Linked DNA regions of Arachis hypogaea: region 2 is linked to region 1. A link is a contact called in public Hi-C data. All regions are on one chromosome and are shown on one strand. Each heading gives the region's core, a stretch centred on a gene start, on an enhancer-like site or on the middle of the called end of the contact. The rest is flanking DNA. Distances are from core to core; before and after follow the strand shown. Region 1 holds the start of LOC112734104 (cytochrome B5). Region 2 has its middle 11 kb from the start of LOC112734124.

Region 1 (5,581 bases), core at 1,766-4,265:
TTATTATTTTTTTATGCCTGCTATGTGATGTGAGTACCTACAAGATTGTTACTTAATGTTTGTCTTATCAGAAGAATAGAATAATCGGATAGGGAAACTAAAAAGTAAAAACAGAGAGGAAAACAAAAAATTCCAAAGTGAAAGGAGGTGAAAATATTTTACACACTGTTGCCAAATTGCCATGTAGATGACTCTGGTAAAAGAATAAGTATTTTACACACTGTTACACACTGTTTGAACATTATATTACAATTTTAACAGATTTTTAATAGTTTGGGCCTAAGAGTAGATCCATCAAAGGCCCAATAAGACTTAAAAAAATGAAGCATCTCCAAAATAATCAGCTTGTAACAAGGCTAAGGCATGGACGGCTAGCAATAATCTTTACACGCACAAAAACCTCATTTACATTAACGGGTCACGTCCTGATCAAAACAAAGTTTTCCTATCATGTGTTTTAGACAACCAACTTGCAAGCCCAAAAATAAAAAACAACCATCTTGTAACTGATGTTTTAATTGAGTGATTTTTGACCAAAAAAAAAAATTGAGTGATTAAATATATTGTCTTTTAACTAAGTTGGGTTGGTTAAGTGATTAGCTCACTAGTCCGCTTAAGCAAGTGTCGGGGGTTCGAATCCCGTCTTGTGCATGCAGCAATCCATTGGCCAGCGACAAACCCTTAAATGAAGCTCAGTACCGCAACCGATTAGTCCTTGACTTGCCGGATTAGGGGATACCGTAGGAAACAAAAAAAATATATATTGTCTTTTAATATGTTAATTCGAATTTGAATTCTAACAATGGTGGAGTAGTTGATAAAATTCTTAAATATGTGTATGAGTATGTGAAGGTGATGTAATACCCAAGATTGAGAGTTATTCAATCCATAACTTTGAGTGATTTTAATGATAAAATTTTGCTAAGTAGACAATGGGAGGGATAAACAACATGAACAACAGACTGTACTTCTAGGTCCAATAACTAAGAAAAAATATTCCAATCCAATTTCACTTTTACATTTCACCTTTTTTATTACCTATTTTCACCCACACCAAATTCTAAACCCTATTTTCACTTCAGCCTCCTATCGCCACCTCCTCTGAAACACTGTCCACCTTTGTCAGTCAAGAAGCTGCAGTGTGCCGTCATTGCCACCTCGCCTAGAACAAAGACGTTGTTCTGTCGCTGCTCCACGCCGCACTGCTGTCTTTCCACGCCGCATCGTCGCCTCTCTTCCACGCCGCACCATTGCATCTCCATCTCCCCTAAAGCCTGCAAAGTGCCATTGCTACCTCTGTCTTTGCTCTCCACAGCGGAACTGTGCATCTTTTCCCAACAACCACGCATTTATGACGAGTGAGAAGGCCGCCAATCACCCCACTACGCCACGCACAACTACACTGCTCTACTACTATCTGCGATGCACATTCCTGCCAAGGAAGAAGGGCGCCCATCATACAGCTGTACCGCGACGACGCGACGCATCTCTATTTCGTCTTCGTCTTGTTTCACTCAAATGGTACGACACAAATAAACATTCACATCCTAGTTAAAAGAACCATCCGCATAAATAGTAAAATGAATATTCTACGGAGCATGTGCATGCAGAATCAAGCAAATCCAGTAAAATAACAATGGTATACCCAAATAAATATCCATTTTAAAACGAAAAGAACCATCCGTATAGATAGTAAAATGAACATCCGATTTAGTTGATAAAAAATAAGTAACGAGACAGCAACTGTGAGAGACACCGGAGTCACGATACAGCAGCGACGGCAGTGGCACAGAATTGCGAGAGAGTGGTTACGACAAAAATTTAAAAAAATTCAAAATTATTATTAAACCTAATTAATTCAAAATTTAATTTTTAAAATTAAAATTAATTTTTCTTTTTTAACTTATTATTTATGTCTTTGAGAAAAAGTGTTGTTCTCCTATACACAGGGACGAACCAGATGGTTATTAGGGGCATTTGTTCCCACTGTTTTTTTTTTTAAATATATACATATATAATATGCCTCAATTTTAAATTTTAAATGATTTTATTACAAATAAATTTATCCCAATTATTTAAAATCTCAAATTCACTTTATCTTTCTATCATTTTGACTATTAATTAACTTAATCAAATTTAGTCTTCTCTCATTCTCAAATCCCAGCTGTCATCACTCTTTTATTTTCTTAAATCCTCTTCTTAGTTTCAACCTTCTTTTTCTATTTTTTTTAGTGGTCATTTTTTCTTCATCAAAAAGTAAATTTTAAATTCTCTATTTTTTAATATAACTCTTTATGACTCTATATATCTTTCAATTTCATTATTTTTCTTTTTTGATAATTTCAATTACAAATTATAATTCAAGTAATTATATTTTAGGTATTAATCTAATTTTTTATTTTTTTATAAATTTATATATTTTATTTTATTCTCAATTTAGTGATCCTTATTATTTATTTGTTTATCTTTCGTTCTATTTTAGTATATGTAATTATGTTGCATATAAATTTCTAAAGTCAATTGATCAATTTACAAATTTAGAATATATATTTTTTATTTATAGAAATAATAATAAAAAAATATTTTAAAAAATATCTTTCGTTCTATTTTATTATATGTAATTTTTTTATTTTTTTTATTCGAATAATTAATGTGCACTTTTATTTTTTTGAATTTAGATTAATATATCTTTTGATAATAATGTATATTATTTTTTTCCCAATATAAATTTTTTAAGTCCGTCACTGCCTATATTTTTTTTAAATTTAATTGATAAAGAGTGCAACATTTTTTACTTAATAAAAATGATTACCTAATAAAAATTGTTTAAGAATAAGCTATTTAAAACTTAAAAAATTATTTTTTTATACAAGATAGCTAAATCTCACCTTTAATTAATGTGTATGATTCATTTGTAATTAATAATACTACTTAGTGAGTCATTTTATTTAATGAACTTTAATTTCAAAGAAGGTAACTCACCTATATTTTAATATCTCGTTAAAAACGAGGTGCATACAACTCTTATAACCAATTAAAATTTAGATTTTATTAAAAAATATAAAAATATATAAGATTCTCCCAAGTTATATAGACATAACTCATAAGTCATAACTCTTAACTCATCTCACTAGAAAATAAAAACACAATACTTGGTAAAGTGCCTGACTCATCCACTTTTTTCTGTCAATTGTCATCACTCATCTCAATGTAAGACATTTCTTTCAAACTCTTCTTGTCCATTTAAAATATAAAAATGAAGAAGTACTCTGAATGATATTTTTCTTGATATCTTCTAGTATTGGAAATTATTTTTCTCTATTATGGACTGGGTTTTATGAATAATTTTGAAGTGAGGTGTGTTTGGAATTGTATGTGAACAGTCAGAAGAAGTAACAGAAGCAACATGAGTTCAAAGATTTTTACTTTTGAAGATGTGGCTAAGCACAATCACAAGAATGATTGCTGGCTTATAATCAATGGAAAGGTAAACTTTTGACAATTACTTCTTATTCTTGATCTGTTGTTCTACATTGATCTGTTGTAGATTTTGGGTTGGATCTGATTTGTACTCATCTATGCTTCTAATAAGATGAATACATATATCTGATTCGTATGTGTTTGAGGATTAAAAAAAACAATTTTTACTGTTTGCAAGGATTGAATTGCAATATGATTGGGTTAATTTGGCATTTCTAGAATTATAGGAACACTGGATTGCCATCTCTAGAAATATTAGGTTCTGGGTTTTACCACTGGAGAGAATACTAATTGAGAGAGCATCAAAGGGAAAGGGGATTAGTCTCTTTCAGTGTACAACCTAACTATTTTACTAGTTTTGTAACTATGCCTTTGATTCTCTTAGAATTACAAGAAAGATAGTAAATTTACTGAGAAATTGTTTTGCTCTGATCTGTGGTTTCTAACTGCTTTTGGAGCACTTCCATTCACTAGGAATAATTTTAAGAAATTGTTTATTGAAAAATAGGGTTCCTATAGATGTATATTGGAAGGTTCTAGAAGTCAAAAAGGGATGGGGAAGAGGGATATCTCTGAGGGCTATTCATAAGCTTGTGCATGTTGGTATTGTTATATATAGCAAAACTGCATAGTACTTACCTGTGTGTAATGTTTGGTCTGTGATATGGTCATGTAATTCCAAACCAAAAATGTTATTCGTACACCAAAATCAGCTACTAAAATCAGCCACCAATGTGTTTGTGTATAGATATATGTGTAGTTTAATTTATTTTCAATGTGGATTTGTATTTCAACATGTATTTGATGGCTAATTTTGGTGTACACGTAGTATAGTCGAATTCAAGCTGTGGGGTAGTTAGACTCATGCTGTATTTTCCTTGATGTTCTTCTATTTTGTTTGGGCATTCACTTATTGAAAAATAAAATAAAATGTATTGATACATCAGGAAGAGTGTTTGACACTTTGACTTAACTTTCTATTATCTTAAAAGTTTTACACAAGCATCTAATTATATTGTCAGTGCATTGTAGTTAAATTCTTTATATTTATGCACTTACTTACCGAGTTGAAATGCTTTGTAAAACTATATGGCATTTGCTATCTGGGTTTGAACACAACCAACACTGCTCATTATAGATATTGCCTTAACTGTAGTATGTTGAATAAGGCTATAAATGCTGGAATTAACTCGAATCACGTCAAATTTAGGTCCCCAATTTGCTATTCAAGTTTACTTAAACTCCACAAGATTATGTTAACTCTCAAGTTTCATGCCCTTGGTGTTGAATATTAATTAGCTTGAAGGGGGAAAGAAAATTGAGGGATGTCCTGAAAAGATAGGAAACTAATGTAAGATGGAAGAGAGTATTTGAACTACAATTCAACATGCTAACCATTAGAATTGTGTGTTCATAACTATCAAGATTTTCTTGTTTGAGAATCTCCCTCAGTTTGTCCACAAAGATTCTTCATGTTCTAGTTTGATCTTCATCACATACTAATTGGGGGACTGTGAAACTGTTGGCTTATGAATTCATATAAACACGACTATCTAAGAACATCGATGATGGAAATATTTGAATGTGAATTGACTAATCAATTATGCTTCAATACCTTATATGCATATGCTGTGCAACATCATGTTAATGTCCTTTGATGCCATGAAAACTTTGATCACTATCTTTTTAGATACACTATCTAACATTAGATGATTTCCATGGAAAGAAAAATGCTAGATTTAAGAAAATGATGGTATGGAAAATTATAACATGCATATCATTGTATCAGGCATATGATGTTACCCCATTTTTGGATGACCATCCAGGAGGCGACGAAGTTTTGCTAACATCAACAGGTAATTAGATTCTCTTTCTCCATCAGCGATTTTCGACTAAAAAACTCTGTTCTTATCTACTTGTTATGATGATGACAGAAAATGAAAGCCTGTGATGGTTAAAAATACTTCAACTTTTTTCATGTATGCATACTGATATGTGTTTGTGTGACTCATTTTCTGATAAGAAATTGTCATTAGCTATAACAATGATCATACTGAAATCTAGAAAAGAAGAGAGAAAAGGTAAAGAATTTTCACATGTG
Region 2 (5,581 bases), core at 1,053-3,552, 71 kb after region 1:
TTTTAGAGGTTAGATTGGTACCCATCAATCTATCATATACTATGACATACCCCTAAGTTCAATGCATTTTTTTTTTTTATTAAATTCTGAAAGTAGTAAACACTTCAAAAAAGATCAAACTAAGACATGTCTCTAAGTTTGATAAAGGTTTATGAAAGTAATTTATGATGTCTACTAAACTTTTACAAATACAAAAAAAAAAACTTAAGCTTACATCTTTATAAAAAAAAAAAATTGATTTTGATAACTCATAATGTAAAGTGTTTTACATCGCCGTACAATTACATTCGTTTTTTTATATGATTATTCACATTATCAATATAAAATATAATTATTTTTACTTATACATATTACGTAACTAAATACAAGTTTATATTGATATTATATTAAAATTAAATTTCTTTATAAAATCCATAATAATAAACAATATGATTTATTCTCAAAGGAGAATAGGTGATCCCTAAAATTGAAACTCTTGACATTATTATTATTATTATTATAAAGAAGATTATTAGCCTAAAACCGATCACTAGTTGTGTTCTGATGTTGGTTTAGACTAAACTGATGAAGTGACATGCATTTGGGCGATCTAGGAACCTTCCTAACATGAATTAAATATAAATATGTACCTTATATATAAGTTTTCAACAAAATTAATCTCCCAAATTTCATGGTCTATGTTTCCATAAATACACGCTAGTTTCATTTTCGGTGACAACATTTGGTATATTTGCCAACATGTTTGTCCATAGTCAACTATGAATTATGAAGAGACCATCATCAAGACAGGCTGAAAAATAATAATTTTTTTTAAAAAATAACCTTAAAAATTAATTTGGCTAGAGGCTAGCTATAATAATTTTATTAAAGGTTTCAATATTGTTTATGTTCTTATTAATATAATTAATTAAAAGAATCTTATCTCTGAAATGCAATTTGCATTCTGAATAAGATTTCGGTCATTATCATTATCATTGTGATTGGATTAGACCGTAATTTGCTCTATTCTTTTTCCAATTTATCTTTTATCTTTTTTCTTTTTATAGCATTGTATAATACTCTTCGTCTTTCTTTTTGCTTCTTTATTTTAATATGATAAGATCTCGGTGATGAAAATTATAATGGAGTACCAAAATCACACAATTAAAACTTTTTTTTGATAGGATACAAATATTTTATGATAAGAATGTAATTTGTTTAAAAAAAAACAATATTATACTATATATACACTATAAATTAATCATTATTAGTAGTCATTATACACACGCATATATATTGTATTTTTAATATATTTTTATTAATTATATATATTATGTATATACAAAAAATTAATTACTAAATTAAATATTAATATAAAATATAAATTAAAATATAAAAATATATATTTATACATAAATATACGGTAATTAATTTAATGATTAATTTTTAGGGTGCGGATAATATTTTTCTGATATTTTATAATATCTAGTTTTTTGTCTACGGTTATTGATTTGAGGCAGCATCATAACATTTCAGCTATAGAGAGAATCATAGCATCCACAAAGAATGAGGATGATAAGCCCAAATTGGTGAATCACCATTAGTGGAGGCCTAAAAAAGTGTACCCTAAAATTTTCAGATTCAACAAGTTGTTCCATCTTTTTCTCAAAGTTTGTAGCTTGGTTATAGGCCTAATCATCATAAGCCCAAAAGTCAACTTTTAATTCAATTGCATATGTACAAAAGTCTTATACACTATCACCATGTTAGTGAATTTAGATTTGGTCATGGTTATTATTGCTTCTCATTGTTGATCAAGATTAGGAAATTCACCTTCCATTGTAGTGACTAAGTCTTTTGCTATGGAAGTTTCATGATAAAGTAATTAAATTAAGCCTCATGGTTTTTTAGTGTCTATCTCTAACAAGAAGTTACAACTAGAGACAGATTTATGTTAAATATTCTCCTACTAAAATTTATTTGTCTTCATTGTGTTATTAAATTTGACTTTTTTATTTGTTATGAAATTTATTTTGTTGCCATATTATATTATTTTGTGTCAAAATTTTTTAGAATCACTAGTTATAATCATAATTATACGACTATAATATTTTATTTTATGATGGAAACATGGACATGGTGTCACCCTTTTTTTTTTTCAAAAAATCGTTGATTAATATTAAAAAAAAAAAACGGAAAACCCTAATCGTTGGTTTTTGTTTTGGTTTTTTTTTAACGGATTTTGGTCCAATATTGCTCCTACTGTTTTATTTTTGGTCCATGATCAGACTCCCTTTTCAGCCACAGCCAAACTTTAAAAAAGATGATTCCCTAGTCCAAAAAATATTATTCCTCTTTTTTTGTGAGCCCATTATGATCTTGATTGGGTTGAACTTATTTGGCCCATATTTTATGATTTTACTTCCATGATATTTGTTTTTTCTTGGTCCAGCCAACTTAAACAGGGCTAAAGAACCAAACAAATTGAGGATAAGCACATTATATATATATATATATATATATATATATATATATATATATTGAAGATAAGCAAGCAAAGATACCGTAAAATAGGTCTTAAAAAGTTTCGCCCAAAATATTTTTTATTACATTGAGATTTATATATTTTACAAAAGTAAGATATATAATTTTTTTATTATATTTTTAAAAATTTATTTGTCTAAATAAAAACAACAAATTTAAATAATATAAGAATTTTTGTCTTATTTTTATAAAGTTTAAAAATCTTAATATAATAAAAAAAATTTAAAAACAAAAACATTTTTGACACAATTTTTTAAAAATCTATTTAAATATATACTCTAGTAAATATATAGGGTGTAAGCTAACTAACAAAAAAAAGGGGCTAACGGGCTTTTGTCTTAGAAATAGAACTATACCTAACACAAACAAAAAGATAATATTAGAGCCATACCTTTTAAATTTTTTTCTCTAATATTAACCAATAAAAAAATTTCTTCAAGGGAAAAGTGTAGTAGAACTTTTTCGATAGACTTATAGGTTTTTTCTTAAAAAAAAGACACCAAATAATTTTGTGAACAAGTTTTACTATTGATTTATAAGTCTCCAAACCTTGTAGACACATTTCATCCTTTCAAGAGCCTTCTATCTTATTCTATTGGTGGAGACTTATATGGCCTTATATTGCCTAAATCGCTCAACCTACATTTGATGCAAGACAACAAAAATAGAAGAAAAAAATGTGAAAAAGTAAATCCAGTTATTGAATAAAAGTAGTTACTAATTATATTTTCACTTAGGAATATTTTTTATGTTTATTTTGAAAAAAATTAAAAATATTTAAAAAGTTATTTTATAATTTTTAAAAATTTTTAAGGACTGTTCAGATTTTTTTTATTCTTTAAGAACTAAGTTGTTCAATTTAAATAAGTAGACACTTGATGACTACGTGTGTGATCGAGTTAACGTTTTATATTGGGTGACTAATGAAAAAGAAGTGTATTGTCTAACAAAAATAAATATTAAGAATTATTTTTAGGCTCAGTTTGAAAAAGTTGCTTAATTAAGCGTTTTTAAAAAAAATAGTTTAAATAATAAATGACTATATTAAAAGTTAATTATAAATAAGTTATTTTGTATTTGAATTTTTAATTTTAAAAGTGCTTATTTTAAAAGAAATGTGATAAAAGTTTTTTAATATGAGAGAAGTAATTTTTTTTAACTTCTCTATAAACTTTTAAATAACTTCTTAGAAAGCTGCAATTTTGTTTTTTAAGTTTTTAAATAACTTCTTAAAAAGCTGCAATTTGGTTTTGTCAGCATACCAGACATTAATACTATTATTTTTCATAAATCAAAAATTCAAAAAATTACTTTTGAAGCTTCTAAAACAAACCCTTAGTATTTCAAAGCCTAAAAGACTAAAGTATTTGAATTTAAAAATTTAAAAGATCGATTTAAATAATTACTTTTATTTTCGCTAGTATGATATTACAAATTATATAAAATGATATAATTAATTAATTAATTAAAAGTATGAATACTTTACTATATTATAAAACAAATACTTTATATTACGTCGAAGTTGATTGCAACATAGAACAGTAATTTGCAACAAAAGAACAAAGAATCTAAGAAGACCAACAGGAAAAGGAAAGAACAGCCTGGACTTTGTTTTAATTTTGATCCTCGGCCTATTGCTATTTCTAGTATAGTCTTTGAAACAAGAAGAATATAAAAAATAATTTAATATAAAATCTCTTTGGCTTGAATGTTCTAGTATATAGAAGTTTGATATGTCCTCCTATCATAGGTGGTCTTGTGTCCTACATGATTATATATATATATATATATTGAATTGGAGTCATGTAAGATATTATTCTGTGGGATTATTTTTATATATTATTATACTACAATTAGTTTATCAGGGAGTATATACTCAACTATTTTGTTATGTTAACATCATATTCTTGCATTTTTCTATGTTCTTTGCCTAATTTAGAAATGTTCTCTTTCAATTTTTATATGTTCATTATTTTTTTTTATGAAAACAAAGTAAAAAATAAAAACAAATTTCCTTCCTCTTTTATTTTATATAGATTTTTTACAAATTTCCTTCCTCTTTTATTTTATATAGATTTTTTTTGGTATATATTAACATATATAGATAAAATAATGGAGATATAAAGTGCTCAATTTTTTCCACTTTACCGTTCCAAGATATTGTTTTTGAAAAAAATTGTATTTGAAGTATAAATATAAATATGATGAGTAATAATTTGTTTGATATATAATTTTTATTATTGTTCGGTTGTTCGCGTGCCAAATGGGTCGAGTTGGTAAGGTGAGCAAGATGTGGAGAAATATGGACCTGGCTGCCGGTGGACAAGCGGATCTCCCGAGTCGGTGTCGAAAGGTGATGGACTGGAGCCTCGCGATCTTTCGAACTGTTGCGGTGTAGAGGGGGAGCCACCTGCAAAGAGGACTCCGACGCTCAAGTTAGAATCTGTACAAATGGCAGAATAGGTGGGTAGATAGTGACGTATCTCTGAGGAGGGGTAAGACCCTCTCCTACCTTATATACCCTGTGTCTTAGGACGGGTCCCACAGGATAATTGTACTTTTCAAAAAAATTTCTCCTCCCAACTATCATGAACCTTGTTGGAGGAGAGAAAATGTCCGGATGTTTTTCTTAGATTGGTTATCAGCAATTCACCAGATCGGCCACTCAGACCAGGGCGCTGCCTCAGGCAGGCCGGCCTGGAACAATTATATTTTTGTTCTTCCAAAAAAATATACTAGACAAGACGCTCAAACAAAAAAAAAATTGTTTCATCCAAAAATATTTAAATTACTCCCAAGTATATTTTGATTTCTATTTTTATAAAAGTACTTATTCTAAAAATTTAAATTAATAGATAAAAAATATATGAAATCTAATATTATATCTAACATTCATTTCATTTATTTTTTGTCTATTTAAAAAAAAATTAAACACAGTAATATAAAATTAATATTCTAACTAAAAATAAAGAAAAAAATATATAAATAATTATATGTTTGATATACTATTAAAAAAAATTTCAAAAGCTAATATTATAAACAATACATAATAATATGA

Evidence for each region. Hi-C and Micro-C count contacts between places; a contact is called where the count stands out from the background.
Region 2: a contact with region 1 is called in a Hi-C map of an unstated tissue, with 8 times the contacts expected there. The contact joins the enhancer-like site here to the promoter of LOC112734104 in region 1. A contact is called at or near these places in 4 of 8 Hi-C or Micro-C datasets (leaf and an unstated tissue).

The regions. Positions count from the first base shown.
Region 1 is chr2:4,836,701-4,842,281 of arahy.Tifrunner.gnm2.J5K5, forward strand. It overlaps LOC112734104 (cytochrome B5), which reads left to right and starts at 3,016. Exons shown (of 4, transcript XM_025783313.3): 1 at 3,016-3,210; 2 at 3,384-3,487; 3 at 5,270-5,336. The coding sequence starts at 3,407.
Region 2 is chr2:4,908,464-4,914,044 of arahy.Tifrunner.gnm2.J5K5, forward strand. No RefSeq gene overlaps it. Among protein-coding and RNA genes, the nearest start is that of LOC112734124, 11 kb to the right of the region's middle. Within about 2 kb of position 2,303, at least 1 of the 3 cell types and tissues checked has open chromatin away from gene starts, as enhancers often do.